3 separate regions of the Mus musculus genome follow, and regions 1 and 2 are each linked to region 3. Evidence: chromatin contacts called from public Hi-C and HiCAR-type data. All regions are on one chromosome and are shown on one strand. Each heading gives the region's core, a stretch centred on a gene start, on an enhancer-like site or on the middle of the called end of the contact. The rest is flanking DNA. Distances are from core to core; before and after follow the strand shown.

Region 1 (3,048 bases), core at 479-2,978, 320 kb after region 3:
AAAGGTTAATCAAACGACAGGAAAATCATGTAGGCCCGTGGCTATCCAGAGAAGGAAAACAAGCATTTGTAAAGATCATTAGCTTTTCAGACAGAACCTTTAGAAGGTTCTCCTAGGTGACATCAACTGTACAAGAAAAAAAAATTCACCTAAACTATTATTTATTAACGATCTTCCCCAAAACATCAGCGTAATCTTGACACTTTATGATCCTATTTAGAAATAACATGAAAATAAAAGATAAGTGCTGGCTGCTGTCATGTTTGCAAAGAAAATACTCTTGGCAACTAAAACACAGATGGGAGAAAATGGTTGTATGTAGCTGTGTACAAGAGTACATCAACCCATTTCTTCTTAAACGGGGTCTCATGTAGTCCAGGCTGGCCTCAAACCCATTATACAGTGAGGATGACTTGGAACTTCTGATCTGCCTAATTCCACCACCACCCCCTACCGCTGGGAATGTAATACCATACCCAGTGTGGGCAATCAAACCCAAGGCTTGGGGTGTGCTAGGCAAGCACTCTACCAATACAGCTACATCCCAGCCCTAGATCCAGTTATGTAGCAAGCCAGTAAGTTTAGCACATCAGCAGGACCACCAGCAGGCACTCGAGGTTCTTCTGGACACGTGCACATACACAAGACTGTAAGCCATTTTAAAACGGTCAGGCAGCATCTCACAAGGAGCAGAGTGGACTGCCTACAGTGGTAGGTTTTGCTGTGTTCTATCCTGTTTTGTTTAACTAGTACAGTACCTGAAAATCACATTGCCTGCCCGGTCTGCTTTCCATGCTTTCACCAGAGCAAAATCTCCCGTGATGGCTTCCTCCAAAATGAAGTGCTGACCGTTAAACTCCCTCACCTGCAAGAGACAAATGAACGCTGTCAGGTATTTGTGCAGGATGCAGATGCCTGGGCTCCTAAGAGGCACACGCGAGGAGCGGACGCCTAGCGACAGTGGCTTTTTCAGGGAGAGGGATCTCAAGAGACTTCTTCGGTAGCAGAAGGCTTCCTCAGAATAGTCCAGCGAGGCTTCAGGAAGAGAATGTGCTCACGGGTTCCACAGTAAGGGCAAGTCTGGTACATTTGAGAAACTCAAACCTCCACAAGTGGTACAGGGTGTTAATATTCATTTGACTGTGTGCCTTGGTTACCTTTGAGACAATGGAAAATAGTCCCTCTTTTCTTCTACCCCCCTCCAAATTAAAACGTGTATGTTACAAGAAATGGCTTACCTCTTGTTTCTCTTTAACCGTGATCTATAATTTGTGTTGAGAGAATCAATGATAACAGAAAAGTAACCTAACTAAAAAGCAACACTGCATGCCTCCCTACTGTGTACACAATGCAGGCCTCCGTGTAGGAGCATCTTCATTTACTTCCTTGGATAGATTCTCTTCACATAAAATCCTATATGAGCTTTGCATTTGCTCATAGGAAATTCTTGATTTCCATGCTACTATAAATGCTGGTTTTAACAAATTGCACATTATTAATATAACACAATGCTATTGACTTGTTTTTTTTGTTTTGTTTTGTTTTTAACATTTACTGCCTTTTGGGAGAGACTATAAAAACCAAACTCTTCTTTCCCATTATGTCCTTCCTGTCTTTTCCCTTGGAGATTTGCCTCTGGGAATTAAAGAGAGAACTGAAACAGCACCAGGGAGGGCTGGATCTGTCTTGCATAAATGCAGCCCCGTGAAGGCAGAACTCCAGTCACATTCCTCCTGTGCCCTCTAGTGGAAAACAGACGGGATGTGTTTTTTAGAAGCGTCCAACACAGCGTTGGGGTCTGCTTAGCTTTGTTTGGGGTGGGGGTAGGTGATGATATATGAACGTGGGGTCTCATATACTCCATCACTGAGGTTCCAGCCTTCCTTCTAGAGCTTCAAACAGACTATTTCGTAAAGGAAAGTTTCTCCAAAGATATCTCAGTTTCTAGCTAGAAAACATGAGCTATGAAAACCACCAGTGAAGACTTCACTCCTATGCAGTTACATGACACTAACTGCACATCGACACACACAATTATTTTAAAGGTTTATGTCCTTCATAAATCATCACTGTGAACATCAACGATGGGGCGAGTGATTATCATCCAAGCCCTTGGGATACAGAGGCAAGAGGACTGCTGGGAGATTCAGAGAAGCCTGGGCCTACAGAGTTTCAATACCTCCATAACAAAGCTTTCACACAAGGAAGCAAACAAACAAACAAACAAACAAACCACCAGGGATGAAGGTTGAGACATAGAAAACACAAGTCTTTTCTAAACACGTTACCTAGCGTTGCCTGTTCTACCTTTCAAAGACGGAAGCTACTAGCTTCATCAAGCTTACTGCCTTGCTCACTTAAAGCAGTGCATTTGGCCTCGGGCTCATCTTTAGGTTCTTCTTGAGTCCACTCCAGTTAGATTTTGCCAGTGACCTCTGTGTCTGCACACCCCTGCTCAGTTCTAGTCATCCTTCTTCCTTTAACCCAACTGCTCCCTCTTTTTATTTCTCAAATCACCAAGCTCCCTGCTTTCCTTTGAACCTCCCTTCCCATCTTCTACTGCAGCCTTTCTTCTTCTGTGTGGCCATTAACTGGTAAGGAGGGACTCTCCATTCACACAGGTGTCCAGGACACTGTCTAGCCCCAAGGGTCTGAATGCCTACATGCATGCCCTGCCTCCTGTTCTATAAACTTTCTGACCAGAGTCACTTCCTCTTGAGTCTCCGGAACTTAAGTAAACCTCTTCCCAAACAGACTGAGATCTTCTTACCCCATGCATTGCCATCTCAATAAGCAGCAATCATTTTCTGTCCTCTGTGTCACATGTGGCTCTACCATCAACATCCGACCTAATTCTGATCACTTAGCATAAACTCTATCTCACCACCTTATCCCAGCTCCTGTTCATTCCCCACCAGGATCAATGCACAGCCTCCCAACTTGGGCCACCATAAAACTCACCGCTCAATAGTGAGAGTTATCTTCACAAGATGTAACTCAGAACACATCACATTCATATGTATTTCACTAGCTTCTGACCATAGCGAA
Region 2 (2,922 bases), core at 118-2,617, 300 kb after region 3:
TGGAGAAGAAACACAGACAGATAATCATGGTATACTACAGCAAAGAGTGCTATGAAGGAGAGAGTCACACACAGAGAACAGAAAAGACCATGAAGAGAACAGAGAGGACATCCAAGGCAGCAGGGCTGTCAGGACAAAGGCATGGGTCACTAAAAGGTTGGAAGCTGTTTGTGAAATGTGGAAAGATGCTACTTGGGAAAGATTTAGGGGATGCATAGTGGTTAGAGGGGGTCAGATAAAAAGGTTTGGAATATTTAATTAAGTACAATAATGAACCTAATTTTGGAAGAGTATCAGAAGTGACAACTGAACAACAACAACAAAATGTGATTTTCTTCATCCTTGAGAAAATACACAAGTTCACCTTAGCTAATGTCACAGGAGCAGTTTCTGTTCATTACTGTGGCTTTTCTCCAAGAAAAAAAGTTTAAAATCATGGCAATTACCTTCTCTTACTCTTATCAGTTTTTGACTATGCACCTGGACTCTTCTCGAGGACTAGTAACACACACGCGCCCCCCCCCCCCCCCCGCCAGTGAATCTGAATGTGTTCTAATTTTAGCAGGCTGCTATGTGCAGCATACTCAGCCTACCAGAATGATGCAAATGAGTTTACAAGAGATAACCACTAGCACTGAAAAAGATCAATGAGAAATGCTTACTGACTTTCTTCTCATATATTTCATGCTAAAATCATTTATGAAAGCTATGACTCTGAAATGCTTTCTTCATTCAGAGATATTCGTAAACAATAACAAGACACCCTGGAGATTAACTCCTTCTTTAAAAAAAAGTTAATTTAAAATACTAAACAATCTTGCATAAGCCCTAATTATCACTTCAGTTGTAGAGTTGACCTATATTTGAAGTGAAAAAAAATAACATTTTTGACAAGGTCTCTAAAAGGAGTGAGGAAAGCCAGTATTATTTTTAGTGAGAGTGATTTTTAAAACCCCCAGCTAAATTCTTAACACAAACATTGGCTGAATTGATAAGTAGGCCAGAAGTTGTTAGCTAAGTATAAGAGGAAATGGGATTTTTATCCCTTTTGCAGCAAGATGGTTTTATAAGAGCCTCCTTGGTATATGTCAGTCACACTGTACTTATTTAATAACCATTTCAGAAGACAGAATAAGTACGGATTACAAAAATCATCGTGCCATATTAAAAATAATACCCTCTGGCCCATCTTTTCTTTGTGTGAGCAGAATCCACATTCTCATTTGCAACCAGATGATTGTATAAGAAATTGTAACCATGAGTTTTCAAGAGCTGACTCAAAATAGGAAAACAACCGACTGAGCATTTGACTGGCATTTTATTCAGGGAACAGGCTCTGTAGGAACAGCTGCTGGTCATGGTGACCTTCCTCCACATTCACTTCAGTCACTGGGAGGTGCTTTAGGTTCACGATGCCCTTCCTACTCCAGTCTACTGTCTAGTTGCAGACAGCCACATCCTTTTGGGGGAAGTCAAGCAGACAGACAGGAAGATTCTCCAGGATGCTAGGTTCAAACTCCAAGTGTCATGGACATGAGTACCAACCGCACTCCTAAACCTTATCACTCTCCCTCTGAAACAATTCTTCATCAAAATGGGAGACTCGAGAAGATTTGGCTCCAGCTAAAGAGCTTCCATAGTGCTGTAAAAGTAATATGGGGGCTAGCAGGAAAGAGAAGACATTAATGGTCTTACCTGGGCTGGATCCGGAGTCCCAACATACTGACCTGCCAAGGGGCAACAGTAGAGGGACTATTGCAGGTGGAGTGGGATGATTTCTTACTGAGCCATGCTCTACAGGAGGGAATTCATCGTCCTGAATAAATCTCCTCTAGAACCCATGGCTTGGGAGGTCACTAGCTACGGGAGGAACTTAATCGTTTTGCCAAATGGTCCTGTTGCCAAAGTTCCTTCTAAATCTTTATGTCTATATGCATATATTGTGCTGCTCTCAATGTTGGTGAGAGAGGCTTTTTCCAGTGGGCAGCAGTTAATGCAGAGACCCTTAACCTAACAACGCACTGAGGATAGGCAACGGTGAGGGCTCAGCAGTAGACAGGACATTGATATCGACGACCTCTTTCCCAGGAAAGTTCAGGGAACATCACCGAGAAAAGGAGCAAAGAGGAAGAACCGGAGGATGGGAAGGAGTACTGAGGTTGCTGCACTAGATAGTAGATGCAAGCCAGATAGTACTACACACGGAAATTCACAAAGAAAACGAGCGAGCAAGCACGTGATTAATAATCACCTTCCCTTGTCATCCAAGGCACAAAGTTAAAACTAAAAGACAGTATTTTTACCTACCAAATTATCAAAAACATGTTTAAAATATTATATTCATGTTGTCAAGAAGACCTCAAAATTATACTTTTACATGTCACTGTGGGTTTTACTTTTATAGGTAAGAATGTGGCAACACATATTTGCCAGAACTTTTTTTTTTTAAATACACACAGACATACACACCGTAGCAGTAGGGTGGGGGGGGGGTGATCAAAGAAAGATTTCTAATAAAGCACCAGGAAAAATAGTGAAGATGAAAAACTATGAAATGAAGAAATAGATTTGTTAATATAAACTTTACTGTAACAATGTATCCTTCTTTGGGGAAATATTTGGAGACACTGCAAAAACACATTTAATGTTTTATCGGCTGAAAAATATAGAAAAAAGTCTTAATTTTATGAAAAGAAAATAAAGATGTTTCCAGAGAGGAACTAACTAAATTTATCCAAGACACTGTTGACTTCACTTTCCCAAGATTCCTTGGCTTCAGGCAGGAAGATTCTCCACATAAATTCTATTGCATCCTCATTCCAATGTCTTTAGACTTTGAGCCATGAGAAATTATGTAAAATACCCAGTGAAATACCTTAACTTCCACCATATGCAAAGATCTACAGCAATAAGAACAAAATA
Region 3 (3,139 bases), core at 157-2,656:
GACCAGAAGGTTGAACTTAAAAAACTCAGCTACACTCCGGGCAGGGGTTGATTATCTACGAGTAATTTGCCCTCCAGCCTAGTCTGGTAAGAATGGGTGTGCACACTTTCAGCCAAATTGCTAGAGAAATGTAAGCATTTCTCCAGCTGCTGCACTCACAAACTGCCCAGAAACAATCTTCTCTCTTAGATACCTGAGTTAGGGACTACTGTGTGCTCTGACCTGGAAACCTGGCCAGTGCTCTGGTCCAAGCCATGCACACCATACAAACACATCTTGATGCTACCCTTCTAAACCCTGCTTGCTTTCCTCCGGACTACCTGCTAGGTCACCTTTTCCAGGGCCATCTGTTCATCATTCCCATCTCTAAACTGTGCCTCACACGGTCTCACTGCCTGGCTTCTGTCTAGAGCCGCAAATGTGCAAGGGTCTGCTTTCTCGACCCAAGGAGCTCTGCCTTAAGCAGCTCTTTGACCAGACTGACTCGCTCCCCATCCAAGCCAATGAGGAAAGGCTTGCTTTCAGCTTCTTGCCCCATTCAGCTCTTTGTCAAGGACAGTGATCCTGCTGCCACCACAGATCCCGAACTTTCATCACTCTTCAGAAAGCGCTTTGTCTCTTTAAAGGAGACTGGGGACGAATATTAATGATTCCAGTAGATTCTAACAGCAAAGCTATCAAATTCTCCCAAGTCCATGCCAGCGATGGTCTCAGTGACGTTCTGGAGCCGAACTCTTAAGATAGCCAGCTCCCTCCCATAGCGAGCGCACCACGGAGCCACAGACTAAGGAACCTGACCTGCCTACTCCCCAGCCCCCGCCAGAATCTTCAAGGAAAACCGTAGAAAAAGGTCTCAGGGAGCGATCCTGGAACCACCTTCTCCTCTGCCCCAGCCCTCCGGACACAGTCTGCTTCTGAAGCCCAGGGGAAGCAGTCACCTTGACACCCCGTGCCAGGGTCTTCCAAGATTTGGAAAACCCGGGGACCCACCCCCTGGATGAGCATCCTTCCCGCAGACACAGGCGAAGTTAGCACTGGGTGTAAAATGAAGCAGGGCGAGGCAGGGGCAGTGGGCACCTACCTGGGATGGCTAAATTGGTGAGGGGGATGCTGTGGATGCTCTCAGGCAGAGTTGCCATCCAGTCGGCGAATTTCAGCTCGTTTTTCCCCTGAGATGAGGCCATGGTGCCGGTCTGCTTGCCGCCGCGCTAGTCGCCACACTCCTAGGCACAGGCTGGCAGCTGCTGCCGTTAAGCCAATGTTTGCTTCGGCCCCGCTAGAGTTTACACTCCGCTCTGCGCCACACCCACAGGATGGCGCAGACACATGCTCATTTTAATAATTATTCAAAAACACCCCATGCTCCCTCCTTGCCTTGCCAGACTCCACTGCCGGGGCTTTTGTTCCTGACGTCCGTGCTCTGCTCTCTGCTCTTTCCCCTCCCTCCAGACTCCCTCCTCCCGTCTCACCCCTCCTAGGTGGCTCTGCCTTTCTTTGCCATTTTGCAGCTTCCCACCTCTTCTTGTTATTAGTCCTTCATCCTTAAAACAAACAAACAAACAAACATACAAAAATAAAATTTAAAAACTTCGTTTTCCGAGCTGCTTTGTCCCTCGTCTTTCTCTGTCCCTTGGTGAGAGTTCCTAGTCCAGTTTGCATGAAAGGCAGTCTTGCGGTCGAATCTAAAAATCCTGGTAGACTTTGGCATGTTGTTACCTCCTGAAGAGCAAATTCATCTTTGGCTCTCAACACTTTCCATTCTTCCCAAAGAGTGTTCCTTTCCCTAAGCCACAAAAGAGTGTGCCCTTTCTCAGCAAAGAGTCCTCCGACTTATTTATACAAAATGGAGGTCTTTATTTATCACTTTGCCTGATGTTTTAAGGAGCTGATTGATACACGTGGTGAGCAGGAAGGACAGTATATTCTCTTCTATATTAATCCCTGGTCCCAGGCATTTCACGGGTCAAGGGGCACTGCCACAGGTTGTGAAGACCTTCATTGATGCAGTTCCTTTCTGGGTTTCACGGCACTCAGGAAAAGATGAAAGTCTGGGACTGGAAGGAACCACGTCTCCCAATGACATGCTGTAATTACTGCCAGTAGCATTTGGTGGAATGTATTTGGCACCACTTGAAGTGATCTATGTGATTGTTTGGATCTTCATTCCTTGGCAGACTAAAGAGATGTGTCTCTCCAGAGAGAAATCGCTCATGTGGCTCCAGAGAAATGTCTGGGTCCACCTGTTCCGCAGTGAGAAAGAGAAAGAATCTAACCTTACAAATGTGGCAAGACCAGCATTGGCCTGAACAGGACTGTATGAGTCAGAGTGACCATGTGCTAGGCCATTACCACTCAGAGACTAAGGATGGGCAAAAGGAGCTGGCTTTCCTATGGAGGGACGTGTAAATTCTATTCCCAGAGGAAATCCTATTAGGCTGAAGAAATTAGAATCAAGGTTGGAGAGACAGCACTGAGCAACATGAGAGTAATCATTTCAGTTCAGTAAACCCATTTAACATTTTAAAAGCCCCAGAGCCTTTTTATTTTGTGCAAGGATGCTGTGACCAAAGAAAATTCCCTATCTATTCGAAATTACTTTGGGGGAAGGTAGAGGGAGGAGAGAGGATGTCTAACTCTTTTGATCAAATTTTCTTACTCTCCCCATGGAAACAGTCCATCGTGTCTTGAAGACATGGTTGGTCTATCTTTAGGAATGAGGATGAGATGTACTGAAACTTCTGCTCAGAGAACTCTTTACATTCTCGGTAGCACAGCACATCCTTGTATGCTTTTAGCTAGAATGCGAATCATCTCTGCTTGTTGGCAAAGAGATTTATAAGCCCCGCTCTTCTGACTAATGCCAGTGTTTTAAGGGTAACACATTGAGGCAGCAACTCAGAATCACACTGGAGAGTTAGCCACACTGTGTGTGAGCAAAGTCCTCCAGTGCCTGTTAGTCCTGTGTTTTCCATTACACAGTCATGACTACTGAGAGACTTGTGGTGACACTTTCAGGTGTGCTTGCTGAAATAGCAGGATCTGCACCCTCACTTTTCCTTGTCTATTTGGAGACTATTCTAGACTTTGAAAGTATTCTTTCCAGGGTGGTCAATTAATTATGCAACCTGTGAGGTATTGT

The links. Hi-C and Micro-C count contacts between places; a contact is called where the count stands out from the background. HiCAR-type assays count read pairs that join an accessible place to other places.
Region 1: a Hi-C map of cortical neurons shows a contact between it and region 3, with 3 times the contacts expected there. The contact joins the enhancer-like site here to the promoter of Plcxd3 in region 3. A contact is called at or near these places in 2 of 39 promoter capture datasets (embryonic stem cells and hippocampal neurons), 16 of 484 Hi-C or Micro-C datasets (the HL-1 cell line, the N1E-115 cell line, cerebellar granule neurons and 9 more), 4 of 115 datasets of contacts at active chromatin or transcription factors (embryonic basal ganglia, embryonic midbrain, forebrain and 1 more) and 1 of 9 other capture datasets (embryonic stem cells).
Region 2: a HiCAR-type map of PVALB interneurons shows a contact between it and region 3, with 5 times the contacts expected there. The contact joins the enhancer-like site here to the promoter of Plcxd3 in region 3. A contact is called at or near these places in 11 of 484 Hi-C or Micro-C datasets (the N1E-115 cell line, cerebellar granule neurons, cerebral cortex and 6 more), 3 of 115 datasets of contacts at active chromatin or transcription factors (PVALB interneurons, forebrain and neural progenitor cells) and 1 of 9 other capture datasets (embryonic stem cells).

Annotation. Positions count from the first base shown.
Region 1 is chr15:4,055,486-4,058,533 of GRCm38.p6, reverse strand. It overlaps Oxct1 (3-oxoacid CoA transferase 1), which reads right to left. Exons shown (of 17, transcript NM_024188.6): 6 at 759-865. Among named protein-coding and RNA genes, the nearest start is that of BC037032, 30 kb to the right of the region's middle. Within about 2 kb of position 1,728, at least 12 of the 459 cell types and tissues checked have an H3K27ac peak or open chromatin away from gene starts, as enhancers often do. A contact at or near this core is called in cortical neurons and olfactory sensory neurons, where this site is marked.
Region 2 is chr15:4,076,611-4,079,532 of GRCm38.p6, reverse strand. The region is part of intron 7 of Oxct1 (3-oxoacid CoA transferase 1); the gene reads right to left. Among named protein-coding and RNA genes, the nearest start is that of BC037032, 51 kb to the right of the region's middle. Within about 2 kb of position 1,367, at least 12 of the 459 cell types and tissues checked have an H3K27ac peak or open chromatin away from gene starts, as enhancers often do. A contact at or near this core is called in PVALB interneurons, where this site is marked.
Region 3 is chr15:4,373,758-4,376,896 of GRCm38.p6, reverse strand. It overlaps Plcxd3 (phosphatidylinositol-specific phospholipase C, X domain containing 3), which reads right to left and starts at 1,406. Exons shown (of 3, transcript NM_177355.3): 1 at 1,082-1,406. The coding sequence starts at 1,184.